Linked DNA regions of Sus scrofa: region 1 is linked to region 2. A link is a contact called in public Hi-C data. All regions are on one chromosome and are shown on one strand. The core of a region is the stretch at or near the end of the contact, and the rest is flanking DNA. Distances in the headings are between cores, read along the strand shown.

What was found. Hi-C and Micro-C count contacts between places; a contact is called where the count stands out from the background.
Region 1: a Hi-C map of epiblast stem cells shows a contact between it and region 2, with 2.8 times the contacts expected there. The contact joins the promoter of NFATC4 here to the promoter of SDR39U1 in region 2. A contact is called at or near these places in 4 of 5 promoter capture datasets (fetal liver, fetal skeletal muscle, liver and 1 more), 16 of 47 Hi-C or Micro-C datasets (alveolar macrophages, brain, embryonic fibroblasts and 11 more) and 2 of 2 datasets of contacts at active chromatin or transcription factors (alveolar macrophages and skeletal muscle).

The regions. Positions count from the first base shown.
Region 1 is chr7:74,927,905-74,932,068 of Sscrofa11.1, reverse strand. It overlaps NFATC4 (nuclear factor of activated T-cells, cytoplasmic 4), which reads left to right and starts at 2,381. Exons shown (of 10, transcript XM_013978173.2): 1 at 2,381-2,768; 2 at 3,865-4,164. The coding sequence starts at 2,669. It overlaps LOC110261591 (a long non-coding RNA gene), which reads right to left and starts at 2,350. Exons shown (of 2, transcript XR_002345915.1): 1 at 1,493-2,350; 2 at 640-960.
Region 2 is chr7:74,848,953-74,853,627 of Sscrofa11.1, reverse strand. SDR39U1 (epimerase family protein SDR39U1) reads right to left here and starts at 2,579. Exons shown (of 6, transcript XM_013978164.2): 1 at 2,421-2,579; 2 at 1,980-2,086; 3 at 1,808-1,890; 4 at 1,315-1,436; 5 at 450-593; 6 at 1-172. The coding sequence starts at 2,571.

The DNA of each region.
Region 1 (4,164 bases), core at 1,132-3,631, 79 kb before region 2:
GCTGTACACTTGAAAAGAAGACAGAATTGTAAGTCAACTACACGACAATTAAATTTTTAAAAGTCCAAAAAGGAAAAAAGGCAACCTCCAAGGCCGTTGAATCATGCTTGTGAAAGCGCAGAGCAGAAGTCAGTGCGCTTCCACAAACACAAGGTGAGAAAGCAGAGCTGTGTTTAGGTGTGCGCGCTAGGGGGCAGCCGAGCAAGGACAAAGGCCCGGCCGGCGAGAAACCGGACTGCGGGTAGGAGGTTGGCTGGGTCTTTGTGGCCGCCAGGGGGCAGACGTGTAGAACAACCTGAACCTAAAACTACCCTCTCTACCCCTAGCAGGACGTTGCAAGTCAGAAAACCATCACTCTGTTGCAGCCTAGGCAGATCCGAGGGTTTTCAGAGATGAGGAGATGCCCCCCCCTCCACTCCCCCCGAGGGAAGCTTGGCGCTCTAGGCCAGCTTGTTCACCACATTTAAGCTCAACAACTCTTTCCTCTGCCCGCACCCCCGGGGCCCCCACCCGCAGAGGGGAAATTGAGTCACTGGAAGGCAAAGCCAGAGTCGTCAGGGGAATGTGCGCCAACGCCAGCCCTCAGGGCCTTCCAGATGCTGGGAGGAGGGGGTGGGACCTCCAGGAAAATACACAAAGTGGGGTGAGAGGGGGAGGCGGCTGGCTGGGCAGGAGCTGAGCCAGACACATGGAGAAACGCTGCCCAGGATCAAAGGAAATATGACATTTGAAAAGAATGTGCACGTCTGCTTGTGCTGCGGAGGTGGGGCAGAGGTGGGGGGCGGTAGGGGCGGCGTGTGGTGGACCTGGGGCCACGTCGGGGTCTCTTCCCCTGCCCTTCTCGCCTGGGCTTCCCACCTCCTTCTGCCCCCCTCTTAGGTGGAGGCTTCCCGTCGGTCTCAGGATGTTCCTCGCTCTCCCCCTCCGTGGGTCTCTCCTTCCTTTATTTCCGAGATGAAGCTGGAAGGGAAATGTAACCTGAGGAGGCCAACCAAAGGAGGGGGGGGGAGAAAGAAAAATCAAACCAGGCCGCCTCCCCGCTCAGCCTCGGAACATTCTTCTCTCCCCGCCGGCCTCGCTTCTTCTCCCCGCCCCTCCGGCGTCGTGGCCCTGGGCTCGCCGCCTGGGCAGCTCCGCACGTCACTGGGGTCCCCCGGGGCTGGAGGGGTCCCCAGGGCGGGCCAGAGGGAGGACGGGAGAGAAGGGAGGGGAGCCGCCTCGGCCGCGGCAGAGCTCGGGCCCGCCGGGCCAGCCCTCCCCTCTTCCCCCGCCCCGACGAGCCTGTTTCTCATTAGAGTACGGGGCGCGGTCCCCGACCGGCTCCTGAGTGTTTGTAAACGTCTGACCCAAGGGCCAGTCGCTTAACCCTTTAGGTGCAGGCCTGGGGCACCGGTGGTGGCGCGGTCCTGAACCAGAGGGATTTGGAGTAAAAATCTCTGAGGCCTGTTAGAGAGGTTTGAAGCACACAGTCTGCCTAGGGGGAAAGGGTTACCTCTCCCCCACGAATCTCAGTCGAACCCCTTCTCATACAGCAGGGCCCCACCATGCCTGCCCTTCCTAGAAACTCCAGTTCTGTCTTTCTTCCACCTCCAGCCCAGGTGACAGGTGTCCAACCCTGGGGCCCCCCAGGTCGCTGGGCTCCGGGGCTCTGGTAAACCTGGCCGGGGTTATCAGGATTGCCGGAGCAGGATGCCATCGGATCCGAGATTCTTTCCAGACTACAGTTCTAGGGAGGAGGGAGCCGACTTCCCGTGGAGGCTAATTAATGTTCCCTCTGGGTGGCTGAGACTAGGGTAGAGGTAAAGCCCGGCCTGGATCATCGCCCATGGGCCCGTGGACCTTTGAACAGTGCCCGGAGACAGCTAAATATTCTTCACTTTTGGAAGACGGGGAGAGATGACCTGTGGAGGGGCTGATTTGGCAGAGCAAAGGCTTCCAGAAGGCCTAGTCAGGGGGGCCTAGGGCTGGGAGCTTCAGAGGAATGGCCTGCTCCTCTTCAGAGAAGCCTGGAGCCATGCTGCACTCCAGAACCGGCCTGGCCTTAGGTTTAGAGGGAAATGGGGGAGAGAGGTGGTCCTCCCTTGTTAGTTGCTGGCTGCACAATTCTCCAGAACTTTAAAAAAGGTCTTCCGTGGGTCCTCTATATTGTGGGCCCACTATGTGGCCCCTTTAAGACGCTCGGACCCAGAGCCTCTGAACTTAGGCTAAGTTGGGGATTGTGGTGGTAGCGCTCCCTGCGGGAAATGATTGTCATAACTGCGAGCCAATAGGCATCATTATGGTCGTACCACGCTTGAGGGACCGTTTTCCAATTCAGTTTTGTTCTTTTTTTTTTTTTGAGGGGGAGGGACTGGAGAGAGGACAGAGGGAAGGAGGGTGGGGGAGGACAAGGCGCGCGTGGTTTTCCCATCTCATCCCTGGAGGCGGGGCTGGAGCATCCCGGGCAGCCAATCAGGGACAGGCTGGGGGGGGCACTTTGAAGAAGTTTGGGGAAAAAAGTTTGGAAAAGTTTCTATAATAACGAGGGGGCGTCCAGAGGGAGGCGGCAGCGGCGAAGGAGGGGGCGTCTCGGAGAAGGGAGGGAGGGAGCCACCGGTCTAGAGACTGCAGCCTCCTGAGACTCCCCCCCTCCCACCCAGCCCGGGACCTGGGGGCTTTGGCCGGATCCATGGGGGCAGCGAGCTGCGAGGATGAGGAGCTGGAATTTAAGCTGGTGTTCGGGGAGGAAAAGGAGGCCCCCCCGCTGGGTGCGGGCGGTTCGGGGGAAGGTTAGTGCGGGGCTGGGAAGGGGTCTTGGGGTTCGTGAGGGACGGGCGAGGGGATCCCGAAGCTGGGGACTTTAAGGTAGAGAGCCTGGGGTGAGAGATGAGGGGGCCAGAGGTTGAGGGGAGTCCCAGGGCTCGAGGATCTGTGGAGGTGAGGCTGGGGGCCGGGCACCACTTTCTCCTTTTTAGGTCGTGACTGGGGTGGGGGTGGGGGTGCTGTTGGCTGCGCGCCGCCTCTCGCTCGGCTCCGCCGACTGTCACTGGATGGGGGCGGGCGGGAACAGCGGTCCCGAGAGCCCGAGGCGCCGCCAGGGAAAGGGAGGTTGGGCTCTAGAGGTTGCCCTTTGGGGACCGATCCCTAGGCCCGCAGCCTAGACGCCGGGGGCTGGGGGCGCTCTCAGGCCCCGCCAGGGCTCCCCTCCCCCTCCCCTGTCTGGCCGCAATGAGAGGCAGATGGCGGGGATCGAGCCGGGGGCGGCGGCCGGCCGCTCGCACGAATCCGCACAGCCTGCGCCCCCCCCTCCAACCCCGCCCTCGCCCGGCCGGCGCACTGCACCCCCTCGGTTGCACCCCCGCCCCCAGATTGGGGGGAGCGAGGGAGGAGCCACCACCACTCGTCATCACGGCCCTGGCGCCCCCCTTCCCCCGGCCACCGTTGCGATGGCAACTGGGGCTCCTGCCAGCGCCGTTTGGGGGTTTGGGAACCGCTGCTAATTGGGTTCATGTGTGAGTCGCCCCCAGCCCAGCCCAACGCTTCCCTTAAACACGCCTCCAGGCCCAGCTCCAGCCGCTCTCAACCCGCCTCCCTCACCTTAAGACCCGCCCCGTCTGGTACCCCAGGTCCCAGGGCCAGGAGCTCAGACCGTGAGGTTCCCTGAGCCTGGCGTGCGTGGATCTGTATCCACCTTCCCACGTCCAACTTTGCTTTGTCTTGTGGCTCTGAAGGGCATCTCAGAGACTCCTCTTTGCTGAGGAGGGGGTAGCATACAGGATTTGGGAGGCTGTGCACTCAAAGAACCTAGACATCTCACCTGCTTCTCTCTCTCCCCCTCTCCTGTGTCATCCCTCTCTCTGTCCCCTTCCCTTTCTATTTTGACAGAACTGGACTCAGAGGACACCCCACCATGCTGCCGTCTGGCCCTGGGGGAGCCCCCTCCCTATGGCGCCACCCCTATTGGCATTCCCCGGCCTCCACCCCCTCGGCCTGGCATGCACTCCCCACCACCCCGCCCAGCCCCCTCTCCTGGCACTTGGGAGAGCCAGCCAGCCCGGTCAGTGAGGCTGGGGGGGCCGGGAGGGAGCTCCGGTGGGGCTGGGGGAGGCCGCGTTCTTGAGTGCCCCAGCATCCGCATCACTTCCATCTCTCCCACTCCTGACCCACCAGCCACGCTGGAGGACA
Region 2 (4,675 bases), core at 1,330-3,829:
AGGACCCCCTGCACGTGGCTTGCTTCAAGGGCATGGACCAGGATTCCAGCTAAGTCCCCAATGTGAATCCAGGGGAAGAACTGGTGGCCTGAGCCAATGGGGCCCCCCAGGCCCAGGCGGAAGGGCAGCAGCATGTGACCGATGGCGCCACCCCCTCGGCCCAGCACAACCCCTAGAGCAGGCAAGAAGGACAGAGAGGGCCCTCAGCCTCCAGGCAGCCCCATTCTTCCTCTCCACTTCCCCTTCCTCACTCCTTCCCCAAGTTGACCTCGCTGTGTAGCAGGTGAGGGGTGTGGTTCTCTTTGGGATGTCCCATCCTCCCATCTGTAGGTTAGCCAGAAGTGGGGGCCCCTTCTGTAAGCTCAGCTCCCTTATCCCCACATCCCCCCACCTCCCAGCCCAGAGAAGACATTCCAATCCTGTTTGACACCCAGGCCTCTGGTTCTCACCGGAACGCACCACCACTTGGCGTGTTGAATCTCCAGGAAGCCTGGCTGCAGCTTCCCATTTGGTGACGAGGTTGGAGAAAAAGTCAAAATCCCCTCCTGGGCTGTCCTCATCGTACTCCGCAGTCAGGCTGGGCTGGTAGTAAGCTGCCGGTGGAACAGCACTTGTTTGCCCTAGGCGTCCTTGGGCCCACCTGGCCTTTTGCAGTCAAGCTCCCCTTGGCTTCACCCTCTTTGGCCCTTGGCTTCTCCCCATGGGAAGACAGAGCCATGGATGTTTTTCCCTTGAGCTTCTCCATGAGCTGACCTGTACCTGCTGTGGAGCTCTTGTCTTTCCTTCTAGGACTAAGCTGAGGCTGCCAGAGTGTAGAAGCTAAGAACAAAGACCTGGGTGCCAGGCTGCCTGAGTTTTAATCTGAGCTCCATCATGTGTTAACTCTGATTTTGGGCAAATTACAAAACCTCTCTGGGCAGAACTTTGGCATCTTACATACTAATCTGCATAATAATAATTTTTATAAATTAAATATGTGAAAAATACTTAGACTAGTGGCTGGTATATATTATTTGGTCCCAAAGTTGAAATACAAGAATCAAGAATTCTGTTTCTAAAGAACTGTGCTGTGAGAAACAAGGGACTTGGAGGTAGGTGGGATTTTTCCTGGCACTGGGAACAGTGCCACTCCCCCCTCTTTCTTTGAGGGTCTCCATTTCTCATGAAAGTACACAAATGCTAGAAGAAATATGCATGGATCAAGGGCAGGTAGTTCCTGTGCTTGGAAAAGACCAGCACTCAGGCCTGAGCCACTCCTCACTGTGCACCCCTCTTTCCCTGGCTGGTCTAAAGGGTTGGTAACTTGGGGCATACCTACGCCTGTGACTAAGACCCAGGCCTGGGGAGGTTGTGGGGCCTTGGCAATGGCTGTAGCCATCATGTGCGTGGTCTCCAAGCGGCTGCTGATAACCTCTTTTTGGAAAGCTTCATTCCACCTGCAAGAGAAAACAGGGGAAATAAAACGCCTCTTAATACATGCGCACACCCTTCCCTCTCTTTCCCATCCATATCCATTTCTAGCAAAGCCCTGCATTGCCCCTTAGAGAAATGGTCAATCTCTCCTATGAAGGGAAAAGGCACGTCTATTTTGGGCATCCTGAGTTACAAGTGAGGACTAAGTTGGACGGGCTGAGTGGGAAGAAGGGCAGGTGGGTGTGGAGGGGTAGGAGTGGGGAAATGCGCAGTCCTGGAACTGGGGGGAGTTCTCAGTCTGGCAGTCCCCTTCTCCACGGCTCACAGGACCTCATCAGAGTTGGCCCTCTTCTCTCTCAGTTCTCAAGGATGTCAGCTTCAGGGCCCGGCTGACCTTCGGAGGGGGTTGAGGATGTTTTCTCCTGCCAGGTTGACAGCGGCATCGCAGGGGGGCAGCCCCGAGGAAGCCAGCTCATCCTGTTAGAGAAAGCACACATTGCCGGCGAGGCCTCGACTCGCTCCACCAAACCAGGCCTTCCCCTCATGCTTCCAGAGGCTGGACATACCCACGTGATCCGATCTAGCCCTGGCTTTCGGGAGACCAACGTCACTTTGTGGCCTTTGGCCTTCAGCATTTGGGTTAGGGCAGTCCCAATGAAGCCTGACCCGCCACCTGATCAGAAAATGCGAAGCGATTAGCCTCCCCAGGCCCCCCGCATGTGACTCCCTCCTCTGCTACCCTCCCATCTGACTCCAGGATTAACCCCTACTTGTCGCCCTCCCCGCCCCATGATGCAGAAGTAATAAGGGTCACAGGACTTAGGGAGATTGGACTTCTAGGGCTTAGAAGCCAAGGTCAGGCTGCCTGTATGCGAGACAGAGCTCTCTCTCAGACTCACCCTCTGGCTACATCTTCCTCTTACAAACCTGCCTCCTCCCACTCCCCCTTCCCCTTCCCGCCCTCCCTTACCCACTAGAACCCGCATAGCGACCGGGACCTAACGCGCCTGCGCAAGAGTTAGCCTCTGGCCTCCCCGAGGACTCCGCGACAGCCTTTTTTGCGCATGCGTTCTTCGGGAAGCGCGCTCCAATAGTGGGACGGGCAGAATTGAGACTGGGCGTGGCGACCCGGAAGGGTTCGTGGAGAAGGCTGTACATTTCATTGCAACGGGTGGCAGGGACCACAGCAAGGGAGGCGGGGAAAGGGAAATAGATGGAGGGGGCGGGGAAAGATGGGGAGGAGGCTGAGGAGGGGAGGTTTTAGTGTAGGAAAAAAAAACCGACTTAAAACCCGAAGCTGCTCCAGCTGCCGAATTCTGGTTGTCCATTCAGTCAGGTGAATCAGTAGTCCGGGAGAATCCATCCAGCAGTACAATGGATTTCTTTCTACCTGGCCTATTATTTTACCTTTCTTCTCCATTCTGGCTCCTTCCCATAGGCATTTTTTTCTTTTTCAGGCAGCACCTAAAGTATCTGTGGAAGTTCCCAAGCTAGGGGTCGAATGGCACCTTAGGCCACAGCCACAGCATGGGGCAGATCTGAGCGGCATCTGAGACCTACACCACAGCTTGCTGCAAGGCGGGATCCTTAACCCACTGAGCAAAGCCACGGATGGAATCTTCAACCTCATGGACACTAGTCAGGTTCTTAACCTGCTGAGCCACAGTGGGAGCTCCCTCATTCCTACCGGCGTTTAAACGTTCTTAAGTTCCCCTTGATTTAACTCTTCTCCAGCTCTCTTCTTTCTCTGCTAATGTCCTATTTTACTCTTCACCTTCATAGTCAAACTTAAGACTGGTGTCCATTTTCTACTTCCCACTTCATATCCATCTAGCTTCTCCTTTATCATTTATTGCCCCTCTCTCCAAGACTACCAATTTCTCATGCATCACCAAAACTTATGCCTACCTTTCAGTCATTTTTCTTAACTTCTGTATCATCGGACACTTGCTGACTCCTCCCTCCCTTTGGAAATGTCCATTTCTCCGCCTCAGTGAAAGTCACACTCTCTCTTGGGTCTTTTGCCTAGCTTTATTCAGTCTCCGTTGCTTGTTCCACCTCCTCTAAGGTCTTAAAGTGTTGATATTCCTCAAATCGGGGTCCTAGGATCTTCTCTTGCCATTCTGCACTTTCTCCCAAGCATCTACATCTGTGAATTCAGTTTCCAGTTTTTTCCCAAATCTTCTTTGCAACTATGGGAGAGCCTCAGAGCTCCTGAATCTTATAAAAACTTCCCACTATATATCTCTTCTTGGATATCTGAAACCCTATCGATTTTACTTACTAAGTATTTCTCAGATCCATCTATTTCTATGTGTGCCACCACCAATCTGCTTCAAGGTATTGTCCTCTTTTGTCTACATTTCTATAATAGTCTTTATAGGTCTCTGCTTCTGTGTGTTTCTTCTCTCCATACTGTTCCACACACTGCAAGCTGAATGACCTTTTCAAGATGTATGTGAGGAACACTACGTGGCATATATATCCTAAACACCTCTATTACAAAGTTCTTGGATATGCTGATAAAATTGAACACATCTTCATTTAAATGCATTGTTGAGTTAGCTAGAAAAATCAAGAAATCCCTAGGGACCAAAAACAAAGTGTGCCTTGGGACTAAGCTACCTGTGGGTTGTTTGTCAGGCTTTGTAACCCAGAGGTTTGGCTGACAGGAGGTGATGCCTGGGTTAGGGTGGGGGTGGGGATGGGGAGTTGTGGGAAGAGGGGGAGGAGAGTCTGCTAAATCAGATGCCTTTAGATCACAGAGGCAGGAGGGCAGAGGTCCATCGATATCCTTATGAAGGTGAGGTAGGCATCCCTTCCAGAGCTTTGTGCCCTTTATAAGAGAGGATAGACAGAGGGACAGTGTTGCGATTCCAGCAACTACTCTTTTCCTGGAGGCTGAAGAGTGGGTTCTGCCCAAGTGAACTTGCTTCCCCTCAAATGCCTAAAGTTTTTCTTCTGGGTTCTGGGGATGAGTGGGTCAACTTCTTCCTCCTCAGCTTCTCCTTTGACTTCTGATCTAGTTAAGTTAAACTGTAGATATCATAGTCTGTCTGACCCTTTGGCAGTTAAGACATTCAAATCCAAGCCAGACAACAAGACATGAGAAATTTCTGTCGGTACATATGGGTGTAGGGGCAACTGCAACTGGTGCCTTTCAGGGACAAGGACCCCCTCCTTAGTCTGCAGCAATCACAAGGACTTTGAAACGGGACTGTTTCTCCCATTGCTGCTTCCTGAAACAGCAAAAGGAGTCCCT